Linked DNA regions of Mus musculus: all the other regions are linked to region 3. The links are chromatin contacts, called in public HiChIP or PLAC-seq maps. All regions are on one chromosome and are shown on one strand. The core of a region is the stretch at or near the end of the contact, and the rest is flanking DNA. Distances in the headings are between cores, read along the strand shown.

Region 1 (3,864 bases), core at 789-3,288, 2.1 Mb before region 3:
GTGTCCCTGGTGGGCTAGGGGTTCCTCGTGAGGTTTCAGGGCTCCCTAGGCCTCCATTGCACACTTTCTTGTACCCTAGCCCCTTCCAACACTTGCCACTGTTCCCTATGTGGGAATAACACTCCTGCAGCCCAGTGCTGTCTAAGCCCTCAGTCTCCATGCTGCTAGTACAGGTCAGTGCAGAATCCTGTCCTATCTCCTCTCTTTGAGCACCCTGCCCTGGCCAGGACACATTCTGTTCTTATAGAGTCACCATGGGACTCTCATTTCTTCTGAGAGGCTCCCTGTTGATCTGGAGTGTCATTCCCCCACAGAATTATATTTCAGTGTTTCTTGGGTGGTGGATACATATTTGAATTTTTTGCATATTCCCAAATGAGGCTAGACCTGGTAAGCTGTAGTGTGCTTTCTTCTCTGGGGGCCAGTGGTATGTACATAACTACACAGTCCACTTGTCTTGCCAGCTTCACCACTGCACATAAGATTATACCACTGGTACCTTTTCACAGTTGCAGACAGGTTCTGGAAGATGGCTGTGTCACTGACCACGAGGGAGCAGGACAGAGCAAGGGCAAAGCTGTTTTCCATTTCCTGACTGAATCAGTCTTTTGTCTGTGAGGTTCAGGATAACAGGACTCTTCCCCTTTGGGGCAGACTTAGAGGTTTTGTCCTTCTCTGTGGATCATGTGTCTGTGCTTGTTGGGACCCTGTGTTGTGCTTGCCCGTGTTGCTTGATAGACATTTGATACTCAGAGCATCTGCTCAGGTAGTAAAGGGTGTTTAAAATAACCCAGCATAAAAGGACATTAGGAGGAACAAGTCTTACCTTCTCAGTAGAGACTGGAACATGCTTTTGAAGTGTCAGAAAGTGCAACAACCTCCAGCCACAGCATGAGCTGTGCGCCAGTTCCCTTTTGTATGATGAGTCACCTGGAGTATAGCTGACGTGCTCCTCGGCAGCCCCTGAGAGCTATGAATGAGACCTGTGGAGACTCATTATGGGGACAGGAGGCACCCTCAGTGCTCCTTTCATGCTGTGCCCAGCTGTCATCCTGCCACCGGCATGTATGTTGGTCCTGGATCTTTGTAGTAGTCCTGGAGCGGTGGTTTACAGAAGTGATAGTGTGAGGTGGGCAGCATTACAGCTAAAGCTGCTTTACACAGGCCCAAGTCCTCACAGGCGCAGAGTCACAGTGGAGACCACAGGCTCCAACCTTGCGACCTGGCTGTGGGAGCTCCACAGTCTATGGCCCTGACCTGCACCTGCCTCCTTCCTCTGGAGTTTGGGTGCTATAAAAGCTGTGACACTACTTTTATGGTGAGACCAAGGTGTGTGCATTATAACAGGGAGGGCTGCCTATATAGATATGCAAAACTCGAAAGATGCTAAGGAAAAGCATCTAGCTTACTCTAGAGCAGTAGTTCTCAACCTGTGGGGTGACCTTTAGGGTCACATGTCAGAGATTTACATTATGATCCATAACAGCAAAATTATAGTTATGAAATAGCAATGAAAATGATTTTATAGTTGGGGTTGCAGCATTAGGAAGGCTGAGAATCACCGCTTTGGTGGGACGATATCTCCTCATGCTACCTGTCATGTGGGAAGGCCCACAAATTGGGGACCGTGCTAGATACAGTCAGTCCCCTGCAGCATTGCTGAGAGGAATGTGGTGTGGGCTTTATTCATCCTCAGAAGTGTCACTCAGTGCTAAGTGTAGGCAGTGATAGGAGAGCGCCTCAGAGAGAGGCAGGAAGCAGCACAGGAAGCTTCTCTCATGTCTGTGTGGAGGAGAAAATGCAAGTCAGGAGCATCGCTGAGAGGCCTGAGGTGACACCCAGCCTCACAAGCCTTCCTCCGAGTCAGAGCTAGGGCTGGGACACCTGCCTTCTCACCTTCCTCCCACCAAGGATGGGAGAGGCCGGTGGCTAGTGCCCATTGCCCTCTCAGGTGGCCAAGAGCCAGTGAGAAGGTGCCCTGTCTGTGGAGTGCTCACCAGGAGGTGTCTGCTCGCTCCTAGGGAACATCAACAGCTGCCACCTGCATTACTACTTCTTCCTGCTGGCCGCCATCCAGGGAGCTACGCTGCTGCTCTTCCTCATTGTGTCTGTGAAGTACGACCGCCAGCGAGCCAGGACAGATGGGGGGCCAGCCAGCACGAGGACCTGATGCAGCCAGCCAGCATGCTCACAGGTTCTGCAGACTCTAAGGCCTCAGGGCTTGCTAACTACCAGGGCACTGCCAGCAAGCAGACTGAGGCTAGATTGTTGGTGTCCCAACTTCTGAACTTGCATGTTGTCTGGACTGGCTTCTCCCTCCCTATGCCCGGATGATGGTGGTGAGTGCCTTACTATGGCCCGTCTCATGTGCACTGGGCCTGCCAGGAGATGAGGATGTGGCTTCTCTCACTGAAGGTCTCTGCCAGTCCTGAGCCAGCCATGCTCTCCTGGGCAGCCACCGTTCTGCTGCTGCCATCCTTATTCCTTACAAATATTGTTACTTCCTCATAGCATCTCCTTTACGATTAGCAAGCACTTCCATCAAGGCATAGGAGGATTCTCTTTAGAGGTGAAAGTGTGGTTGATGTCAAGAGAGCCCTAGGAGCTGTGTCTACTCCATCATGGACTCTTGTCACAGGCCTGGCTGATGCCAAGGCCTTTGTGGGTCAGTCATGTAGGCTCATCTGCTCAGAAAGTAGGTTTTGTTGACTGAGATAAAGAAGTTTTTATTAGACTAGGCTGGCCTCAAACTTGGGGCTGCCTCATGTCTGCTTCTCAAGTGCTGAGATCTCAGATGTCTGTCACTATGGTCAGCAGGACTTAGGTCATGAACAACTGATCTGCTTTAAGCACATGTGTCCGTGGTGATTGAGGACACCATGTCCTCACTGAAACCAGACAGCAGCTGGCAGGAGATTGGCAGTTACACCACGCAGATCTTTTCTGAGAACTTGACTTTGTGTAGCAGTAAGGATGGAGGCAGGTGGTGAGTGGGGAAAACATGGGAGCTGCTGGGCTATTGGCCCAGCTTTGTACCGTTACTGACATCTGGGGTTCTGAGTTTGTCAACTGAACTGTTGTGTGTGTTGCTGTGTTTTGTATAATTTTATAAAAGCTTCTCAGACTGACACCAAGAGCTTCCTGATGGTTTCTCCATACTCTGCATCAGTTCAGCATCCCCTACAGCTGCTGCCTGCTCAGCCTTGTATTCCTTTGGCCCAGTGTTAGAGCCACAGTGTTCAAGTCCACTTCTGCCAGAAACCTGACTCTGCCTCTCTCACACACCAGGAAGAAAGAAGCTTCAGGATAAAAACCATCCACTGTGCCCCTTGTTCTTGGCTTTGGGGCGGGTTGGGGGGGATAGTTCTGCAGAGGTTTGCCCATATCTTAAAGAAGAAGCTGGATGCTGAAGTCATTAATCTGCTGTCACGACGTAGACTTTCCTGGGTTGGTGAGAAGGCCTAGCAGGTAAAGGTGCCTGTCCCCAAGCCTGAGGCTGGCAGACATGGAGGGAAGGAACCAGTTGTCCTGACCTCTACATTACACCATTATGATGTGCAACCTTCCACCCCAAGTAAAACATATTCTAAAAGTAGGTTTTCTTCACAGGAATTTCTGTATTTGCATGAGAGAAGGACCTCTGCCACCCCTTAGTGTGCTGTGGACACACAGGGTGTGTGCTGGTCATAGGCATTTCTGCTTTGATAGCCCAGGGAGCACCCTAAGTGAGACAAGAATGGCAGCTGGGCAAGAGACTCTGGTGTGATGAAAAGGACCTGTGGGAACTGTCTCGAAGGTCCTGGGGCTGAGTGTGGCGAGAGCATCCATCATCCTAATGAGACTACATAGTGGGGTTGGCTTCAG
Region 2 (4,136 bases), core at 135-2,634, 2.1 Mb before region 3:
GCCCAGCCTGGACCTTATCACTTGAAGGAGCCCCTCCAACGCAAAGGTTATATTGTTTTGGTATTGCTTTGCTTTGGAGATAGGCTCTCAAGTAGCTGGAAGTTGACAGTAGCAGAGGATGCCCTTGAACTTCTAATGGTCCTGCCTTCAGCTCCCAAAGGCTGGGGTTATCAGCATGTGGTCATGTACAACCGCACCTCCTGGGTTTATGCACTGCTGGGAACGGAACCCAGGGATTCACCTATGCTTGCCTGGCACTCTATCAAATTGGCCACACCCCAGCATGGTTTTATTTGCTCCATGGTCCCAATCGCCCTGGAATGATTTACCCCTGTGTTTACTCTCCTTGTAAATGACTTGCACTTTTCTACTGGAAAGAGCTCAGTCCACAGAGAGCCCGAAGAGTGACTGAATTAGAGGGAGGGGAATCTCACACAATCACAACACTATCACCACTCCGGGGAAACTTCAGGTATGCATCTGCCCGCCTTTGGTTGTTCACTGTGATCTTGAGAGGAACTGTAACATTTTTTTTAGCTTGAAGACTCAACGGCTCTTTCCCATGATGAGGAAACATACCCACTGGGGGCGGGGGGGGGGGGGGAGCCATTGGGAAATGTCTTGAAGCAAGTGGAAGGGGAGGGAGAGAGCGCGCGCGGGGGGCGGGGGGGAGCGAGCAAGTGAGCACGGGCACGTAAGTGTCTGCTTTTCCAATGATTCAGACCAGCCCGGTTTGATCCAGGCAACCAGATGGCCAGAGGTGAATGGACCCGCCTTCCCTGCCTTGTCCTGGCTCCAGGCTTCCGTCCCAGGTAAACATACAAAGCAAAAAGAGGCCTAATTAAATAAAATAAGCTGAGCGTTCAGAAGAGAACCAGGTAGGAAGTGCGGGCGCGGGGGAGGGAATGGCAGCAGCCACGGAACTCGGACCCTGAATCTCCGCACGTGCTGGAGCATCCGATGCACCGGGACTCTGCGTCTTTCCAGCCACGTGGGTCCCCGCTTCTCATCCCAGGCCACTCTGCCCAAAGCTCAAGTCTGCAGCGAGGCCTTTGCTGAGCCTCTGGTTTCCCCCACCACCACCCCGCGTCCCAGCGCTGGCCCAGGCGGCCTCTTTGCGGCATCCTAGGGCACTCACAATAGCCAGACAGGGCAGCAGGCAGCTGGAATCAGAGCTGCAGCCCCTCGCGCCCGCACCTGCGCCTACAACCCGGCCGTTTGTGCACGCGCGGCTCCGGCGCCCGGCCCAGTCCGGCATCCCCACGCGAGGGATGCTCAGGTCCCCGCAACATACCGTAGGCGCCCAGCTGTGACCGCGTTGCCAGTGTGAGGCCTCAGTACTGCCAGGAACAGGAGCCGCATGTCGTCGCTACCGCCAAGAACTGGGCCACCAGGCCCGGGCGGAGGGGTAGGGGTGGATTCGGTCCCGCCTGCTGTTCCAAGGCGGAGCCCGCAGGTTCAGGGGTAGGGAGGGGAGGGGAGGAGGGAGGGAAGGCAGGGAGGGCAGGGGAGGGGACACGAAGGGAAGGGAAGGGAGAAGGGAGATCTGGGGGCCCCGAGGGGACCTGAGGAGACTAGCGGGTGGGGGTGGGGGTGGGGGTCACGAGACCAGGTGTCAGACAGCCACGAGCTCAGAAAGATGGGAGGTGGGGGGAGGTTGTCCACTCTTCAGGCACCAAGAACATAGGTTGTCCTGTGACTTCCCCTCGTAAAGATCATGAGTTGGGCTCCTACATGCAACATAGTGGCTGATACAGAGACTGCTCCCCCAGAGACTAGGACCAGGTGAGGTGTAGGTACAAGACCACATGTGGAGAGGGGACTTGAGCTTCACTTTGCATTGAGAGGACCCTAGACCCTAAGGATGCCCTGGACTCTATGTATGTAGGCAGTCCGTCCTTTTGTAGACTCTGGCTTCCCCAAACTAAGTTCTGTGAACTTCCAGAGAAAGAGTATGGAGAACCAAAATAGAGAAGGCTGTTATGGAGCTGGCTGGGTTCAGGGATGTAGGTTTGCAATTCCAGGAATACAGAGACTGAGGCAGGAGGATTGCTGTAAGTTGAAGACCAGCCACAAGATTCTGAGGAAAGGAGGGGAAGTGGGGGGGGGGGGGCACCCAGCAGCCCTGGATTTCTTGCTTGCTAGACTCTTCTTCCAAGCGTTAAGCCACATCCACATCCGCAGCCTCAGGCAGTTTTTGAGGAGTGTGGTGTAAGGCTAGGAAGTCAGGTTTGTGCAGAGCCCAGGGCTCAGAGCCTCCTGCACTAAATACACCTGAGCAGGAAGGGTGGGAAGAGACAGTCTTGTGACAGCGTGACATTTGGGTGAATTCATGGCGTTTTACAAAGACATGTGCATTATTTAAAGCCCATCAATATTATAGAACCAATATTCTAAGCATAGCCCCGGAAATTAATCTCTTCCCATCCCTGAAAACTCCCTAACAACTTCAAAGAAGAAAGAGTAGGTGCCTGGGTCCCTTGAGTAGCCTTCTCCCAGTCCAGCTTCGTAACACACTGGTCTCTGATTGTCAATGGACAAAGCCTGCCTCTGCAGGGGAACACTGGACCCACTCTCCTACCTATTCACAGGGGGGAAGCAAGGGAAGGTTGGTTGGTTTGTTTGATTGTTTGATTGTTTTTTTTTAATCATATAATTACCTGATTCTTCCTTCTCTCCACAGAAAAGACTAATAGGACTTGCTCTTTTCTTTTCTTTTCTTTTCTTTTCTTTTCTTTTCTTTTCTTTTCTTTTCTTTTCTTTTCTTTTCTTTTCTTCCTTCCTTTCTTTCTTTCTTTCTTTCTTTCTTTCTTTCTTTCTTTCTTTCTTTCAAGTTTTATTTTTGAGTGTGTGCATGCGCGCGTGCATGTGCATCTGTTTAGGTGCCTGTGGAGGCTAGAAGAGGTTATTGGATCCTATAGAGCTGGAGTTACGAGTGGTTGTGAGCTGTCTGATGTGGTTCTGGGATTCAAACCCACATCCTCAGTAGGAACGGCTCCCTTCTGCTCCAGCCCCCCAGAATTTATTTTTGAATCTGGAGATGTCTTCCAGGCGTCTTTTGACTGCCATAGCTCAACCCATCACATTCACATTCCGGAAGGAAGGAGAGAAGGAAGGAAAAATGATGCCCTCAGAGTAGCACATCTCATTTTTCAGGCATACTTCTGGAAATTCACCGGGACCCTTGATGGTGTTCTTTTAATGACGACGTGAGTGCTTTGAGGTTGCAAGGAAGCTGGCCAAAAGATGAGTGTGTGGTGCACACTGTCACCCTCGGCAAAGCTTGTTTATCAGAAAAATGGGAGGGGAGGTCTGAGGTCACCTCTGCGATCTAATCTGTCTACAGAGGAACAAAAGAAAATGTATAATGATCTCTGTTGGTGCAAGCTACGTATGGTGACACACACTTATAAACCCACCTGCTGGTCAAGACACTAAAGCAGGAGAGTAGAAAGTTCAAGGCCAGCATAGGTAACTTGCTGAAACTCTTGTCATTTTGAGTTTAGTTTGGTTTGGTTGAGACAGGGTATCACTATGTAGGACTTCTGTCTTGGAACTCACTCTGTAGACCACCAGGCTGGCCTCAAACTCAGAGATCTGCCTGCCTCTGCCTCTCCAGTGCTGGGATTAAAGGCATGGGTTTTTGTTTTGTTTTGTTGTTTTGGTTGGTTGGTCTGATTGGTTGGTTTGATTTTGGTCTTTTGAGAAACAAGGTTTTGGCCATCCTGGAACTCAACTCTGTAAACCAGAGTCAGCGATCCAACAACCTCTACCTCTTGAGTGCTGGAATTAAAGGTGTTCGCCAGCACCATCCCACCCCTATCCAAGGTATGTTTTAAAAGTAGGATTGAAGCTGGTATAAGGGTGCATGCCTTTAGTCCTGGCATTTTGGAGGCAGAGGCAGTGAGAACTCTTGAGTATGAGGCCAGTCTAGTCTACAAAGTGAGTTCTAGGCCAACCAGGAATCCATAGGAAGAGTCTGTCTCAGAAATCAAACCAAAATACACAAAACAAAAACCTATGTCCTTTCTACCCCTAGGCAGCAGAGAGGCATTCTTTGGGTTCTAGAGAATAAATCTTAAGAGTCAGAGTGCACTTGGAAGGCAGAGGCAGGCAGATTTCTGAGTTTGAGGCCA
Region 3 (3,950 bases), core at 832-3,331:
ACCAACCAACCAACCAAGTGTAGGCAGCTCTTTCAGAAACATCACCCTTGTTTTGGAGCTAAATATAGGCTTAGCAAACTGTGTTTCTCTTTATGTCCCTGGTGGGAACCGATGGAAGGCATGGGCAACCGAGGACCCAAAGTATGGCAAGCTATGCAGCCGAGAGCTGCACTGACACCTCCTAGGAGGGCCGGGAATGAGTTCCCAGGGGTGGCACATCCTCTCTTCTACCACAAGCCTCCCAGAGCCATCCACGCACAGGCTCTTCTGTAGCTGGGTGGGGCTGGACAGGGTGAGGGGACTCGTTCTGGCACAAGGCAAGAAACAGGCAGCTTCCTCCTTCAAGGTTGCCCAGGATGGCTTTTTGAACACAGCCAGGCGAACGCTGACCCCCGTGGAGAGAGAAAATAGCCACAACACTGTAATTTGCAAGTCCGAGGGACTGTGCACTTTGGCAACCGCGTCTCAGAGCTTCCGCTCTGAGGAAATGGCCTGGACCCCCGTCAGTGCCCCTCTCCAACCCACAGGGGAGTTCCAAGAGCAAGCAGCTCGAGGTTGCTCATTAACGGCGCCAAGGAAGAGCCCTCCACTTGAGGACCAGAGCCATCCTCCAGTGGTGCAAACAAAGCCCAAGGCTGGCCACCATCTCTCCAAGGGGAAAGTCTTAGTAAATATTTGGGGTCACTTGAGGTCATCTAGAAGGAAGGCAATATTTACTTTTGCCTATGCACAGTCATCCTTCCAAACAAGTTGGCATCCAGGTTTACTCCTAAGTGCGACCTCACCCAGGCAGTCGGAGCCGCAAAGTTGAGGGTGCATTTTTCCTTCCGCGTTCTGGGTATCTGTACGGTCGGTTTTTGTTTTAAGGAATGGGAAGCGAAGCTCTCAGTCTAAAGCTACCTGCTCCCAAAACGTGGGCTTTAAAGGTCTGGAGAACACAGCCCTCATACGCACATGAACAGGGCTCGTGACTGTCGCTTCTTCCCAGCCTTTGGGATTGTCTCTACTTGCCTGGGGTGGGGGAGGGGGGTACTGTCATTTTAGGATAAGCTTCCTCTACAACCAACACGTAGCAACACCGAGGTGGCTGAACCTAGCCAACTCCATCCCAGGCTGCAAACAGCATATAACTGGCTATTCTGACTTCCCCCATTCGCGGGGTTTAGGCGACAGCTGCGCAGGTGCCAGTCTGGAGCCAGACTCCCGGATCCCGGGGCGAGGGCTCTGAACACCTTCACGTTAGACATCACTAGGTGCCTGAGCGGACCACGCTCCCGGGTCCTGCTAGACCACGTATGGGTCAGGGTGCTGGGACGACCCGCGCTTCCAGAGGGTGAGCGGCAGGGTCACCTGGCTGCCTGCGGAAGCTACTTTGGGAGACAGCGGGAGCCACTTGGGGGAGCGGGTAGCTTTGGGAGGCTGGAAACAGAGGGGCAACCAGGCGCGGGAAGGACTGCAGCCAAGCCAGACATGGCCAGCCCAGACGACCTCCAGGCCCCGCAGGTGTCCAGACAACAGGACAGCAATCCACGGACGCTGGGCCACTACATCTCCAGCAGACCCCGGGGCCCGGGTGCCAGGCAGCGTAAGGAGGGGTATTTCAGGGAGCCCTGCCTGTGGCTCCCGGAGCCCCAAAAGGATCCAAAGGGCAGCTGGGACTGGAGAGGAGGCAAAGGGGACGCGCGCGGGGTTTGGGCCGCCCGGGGCTCCCCAGACCCGCCAAGAGCAGGAGGCGGCGGCCGCCCGGGACTTGGGACCCAGGCAGCAACTTTGCGCGCGGGGTCGGGGAGGGGACGCGGCCGCGTTACCTGCGCAGCGGAGCGCGCTCAGCGCCAGCAGCAGCCCGAGCGACGCGGCCGGGGCCCGCATGGTCCTCCCGGGAGCCGGCGCCGGGCTCCGCTCGCTCCTGCGCCGCCGCCTCCCGCACCTCTCAGCTCCGCGCTCGGCCGCCGGCTGCAGACGGCGCCCGGGCTCAGCGCGCGCCCGCCCTGCACTTGGCCGGAGTTGCGCGGCCCCCGCCGGCGCCGCGGCTCCTGCGCCCCAGCGCGCGTCCCATCCCGCCGCCGCCTCGGCCAGCGCCAGCTGCCGGCCGCCCCTCCAGCCAGCGCGAGAGTGAGCGAGCCGAGCAGGGAGGAGGGGAGGGAGGAGGGAGGAGGAGGGGAGCAGCCAGGAGGGAGGAGGAGGGAGGAGGACAGGAAAGGAGGAGGAGGAGGGAGAAGGGGAAGGGAGGAGGAAGGAGGAGGGAGAGGAGGAGGAGGAATGGGGCTAGAAGAAGAGGGAGGAGGATGGAGTTAGGGAAGGAAGGAGATGAAAGGAGGAAAGGAAGGGGAGAAGAAGAGGAATAGGGAAGAGAGGAAGAGAGAGGAGGAACATACCCAGAGATGTTAAAGAATAGAAAAAGAGGAGGCAGGGAGGTGTCCTCCCCCCCCCCCAGTCCCCTCCCCTCCTCCGGGCCAAGACACCAGGCGGCCACCCAGCGGTTAAGCGTCAGGATGTGTCACTCACTCCCAGGGGAGAGCACAGGGCCGCCAAGGCCTGTGGAGACCCGAATAGGTAGTCGGGCAGGGACAGAGAGAGCGTTTAGAGTGCGGAGCGGGTTCCCAGGGAGTGTTGGGAGGGAGCGCAACGCTGGGCGTCCCCGGGGTTGAGAAGGCAAGCAAGCTACCGGAGAGGCCCGCAGAGGAGGCATCTGTGAGGGATAGATTGCTGCGCGCAGACTAGGGCACGTGATAGATGTGGTGTGGCCTGAGAGCCCGCAAGAGTATCTACCAGCCTCAGGCAGATCAGAGCGCTCTTTCTGTGCTAAGGAGTGGGGAGAGGAGGCACGGCTCCGCCACCAAGGCAGGTCGTCCGATATGTCCACGAAGTGGGCCAGGCTTCAGCCCGGCGTGGGAAGAGAGTCCCAGCTTACAGGGACCAAGAAACTACAGTCCCTTTGAATGCACAGCCTAGTCCAGGCGACAGGTTGAAACAGGGAAGCTCCGAGGTGCTTCTCTGAGAGGCCCTGGAAGTTCCCTTCACCAGGCTGCAAAGCCAGACAGAGGCTGTGGTGTCTAAACACCTGAATTAGAGTCTGGGTTCTGCTCAACCTGCCACCAGTTTCTGGTGTCCTGGCTTGGCGTAGAAAAATGGGTCAGAAGCCGGGAGTGGTGGCGCACGCCTTTAATCCGAGCCCTCGGGAGGCAGAGGCAGGCGGATTTCTGAGTTCGTGGCCAGCCTGCTCTACAAAGTGAGTTCCAGGACAGCCAGGGCTATACAGAGAAACCTTGTCTCGAAAAACCAAAAAAAAAAAAAAAAAAAAAAAAAGAAAAAGAAAAAGAAAAAGAAAAAGAAAGAGAGAGAGAGAAAGAAAGAAAGAAAGAAAGAAAGAAAGAAAGAAAGAAAGAAAGAAAGAAAGAAAGAAAGAAAGAAAGAAAAAAAGAAAGATGGGTCAGACCTCAAATCAGTCAACAGGGATGATGCAGACTGTGGCCCAGCATCCTTAGTTGAGAACCCAGGGCAGGCAAAACTCATAATCCTCCAAAGAGCCTCAATTTCCCAACCTGAGACATAAAGTCAGGGCAGCCTCTAGCTGGTATTCCCAGGAATGCACACAGGAAACCCCTGACCCGATCCGCCAAGGGTAACACCCTCATGCTCGCTGCAGCCGTTATCACCGTGTCTGATTTGCCTCCATGGGCGAGTATCAGCACACTCCGGCCTTCCCAGCTGGTGAGGGGGCTGGTGGACCTACTTCATTAGTAGGGACTCATTAGTCCAGGCAGCTCCAGGCTCTTCCACAATTTTTTAAAAAAGAAGAAAAGAATAAGGAGCAGGAGCAGGTTAGTTACCAAGAACAAATTCTGCTCTGCCTGCAGCCCTCCTTCATAAGGAATCCTGTCTTTGCCATGCTCCTGGCAAAGGCATCAATAGGTGGACAGTGGGTTCTGGGTTTCTTTCTTTCTTTCTTT

The links. HiChIP or PLAC-seq counts read pairs in DNA pulled down with a chosen protein or histone mark.
Region 1: a contact with region 3 is called in an H3K27ac HiChIP or PLAC-seq map of SST interneurons, with 9 times the contacts expected there. The contact joins the enhancer-like site here to the promoter of Tmem132b in region 3. A contact is called at or near these places in 4 of 484 Hi-C or Micro-C datasets (cerebral cortex, cortical neurons, embryonic fibroblasts and 1 more) and 2 of 115 datasets of contacts at active chromatin or transcription factors (SST interneurons and embryonic forebrain).
Region 2: a contact with region 3 is called in an H3K4me3 HiChIP or PLAC-seq map of forebrain, with 14 times the contacts expected there. The contact joins the promoter of Glt1d1 here to the promoter of Tmem132b in region 3. A contact is called at or near these places in 3 of 39 promoter capture datasets (embryonic stem cells, hippocampal neurons and pre-B cells), 1 of 484 Hi-C or Micro-C datasets (B cells) and 3 of 115 datasets of contacts at active chromatin or transcription factors (embryonic forebrain, embryonic stem cells and forebrain).

What each region holds. Positions count from the first base shown.
Region 1 is chr5:127,594,930-127,598,793 of GRCm38.p6, reverse strand. It overlaps Slc15a4 (solute carrier family 15, member 4), which reads left to right. Exons shown (of 8, transcript NM_133895.1): 8 at 2,022-3,128. The coding sequence ends at 2,170. Among named protein-coding and RNA genes, the nearest start is that of Slc15a4, 21 kb to the left of the region's middle. Within about 2 kb of position 2,038, at least 36 of the 459 cell types and tissues checked have an H3K27ac peak or open chromatin away from gene starts, as enhancers often do. A contact at or near this core is called in SST interneurons and cerebral cortex, where this site is marked.
Region 2 is chr5:127,629,510-127,633,645 of GRCm38.p6, reverse strand. It overlaps Glt1d1 (glycosyltransferase 1 domain containing 1), which reads right to left and starts at 1,384. Exons shown (of 12, transcript NM_177005.4): 1 at 1,295-1,384. The coding sequence starts at 1,362. It also overlaps a transcript of Slc15a4 not described here.
Region 3 is chr5:125,530,549-125,534,498 of GRCm38.p6, reverse strand. Tmem132b (transmembrane protein 132B) reads right to left here and starts at 2,081. Exons shown (of 9, transcript NM_001190352.1): 1 at 1,809-2,081. The coding sequence starts at 1,869.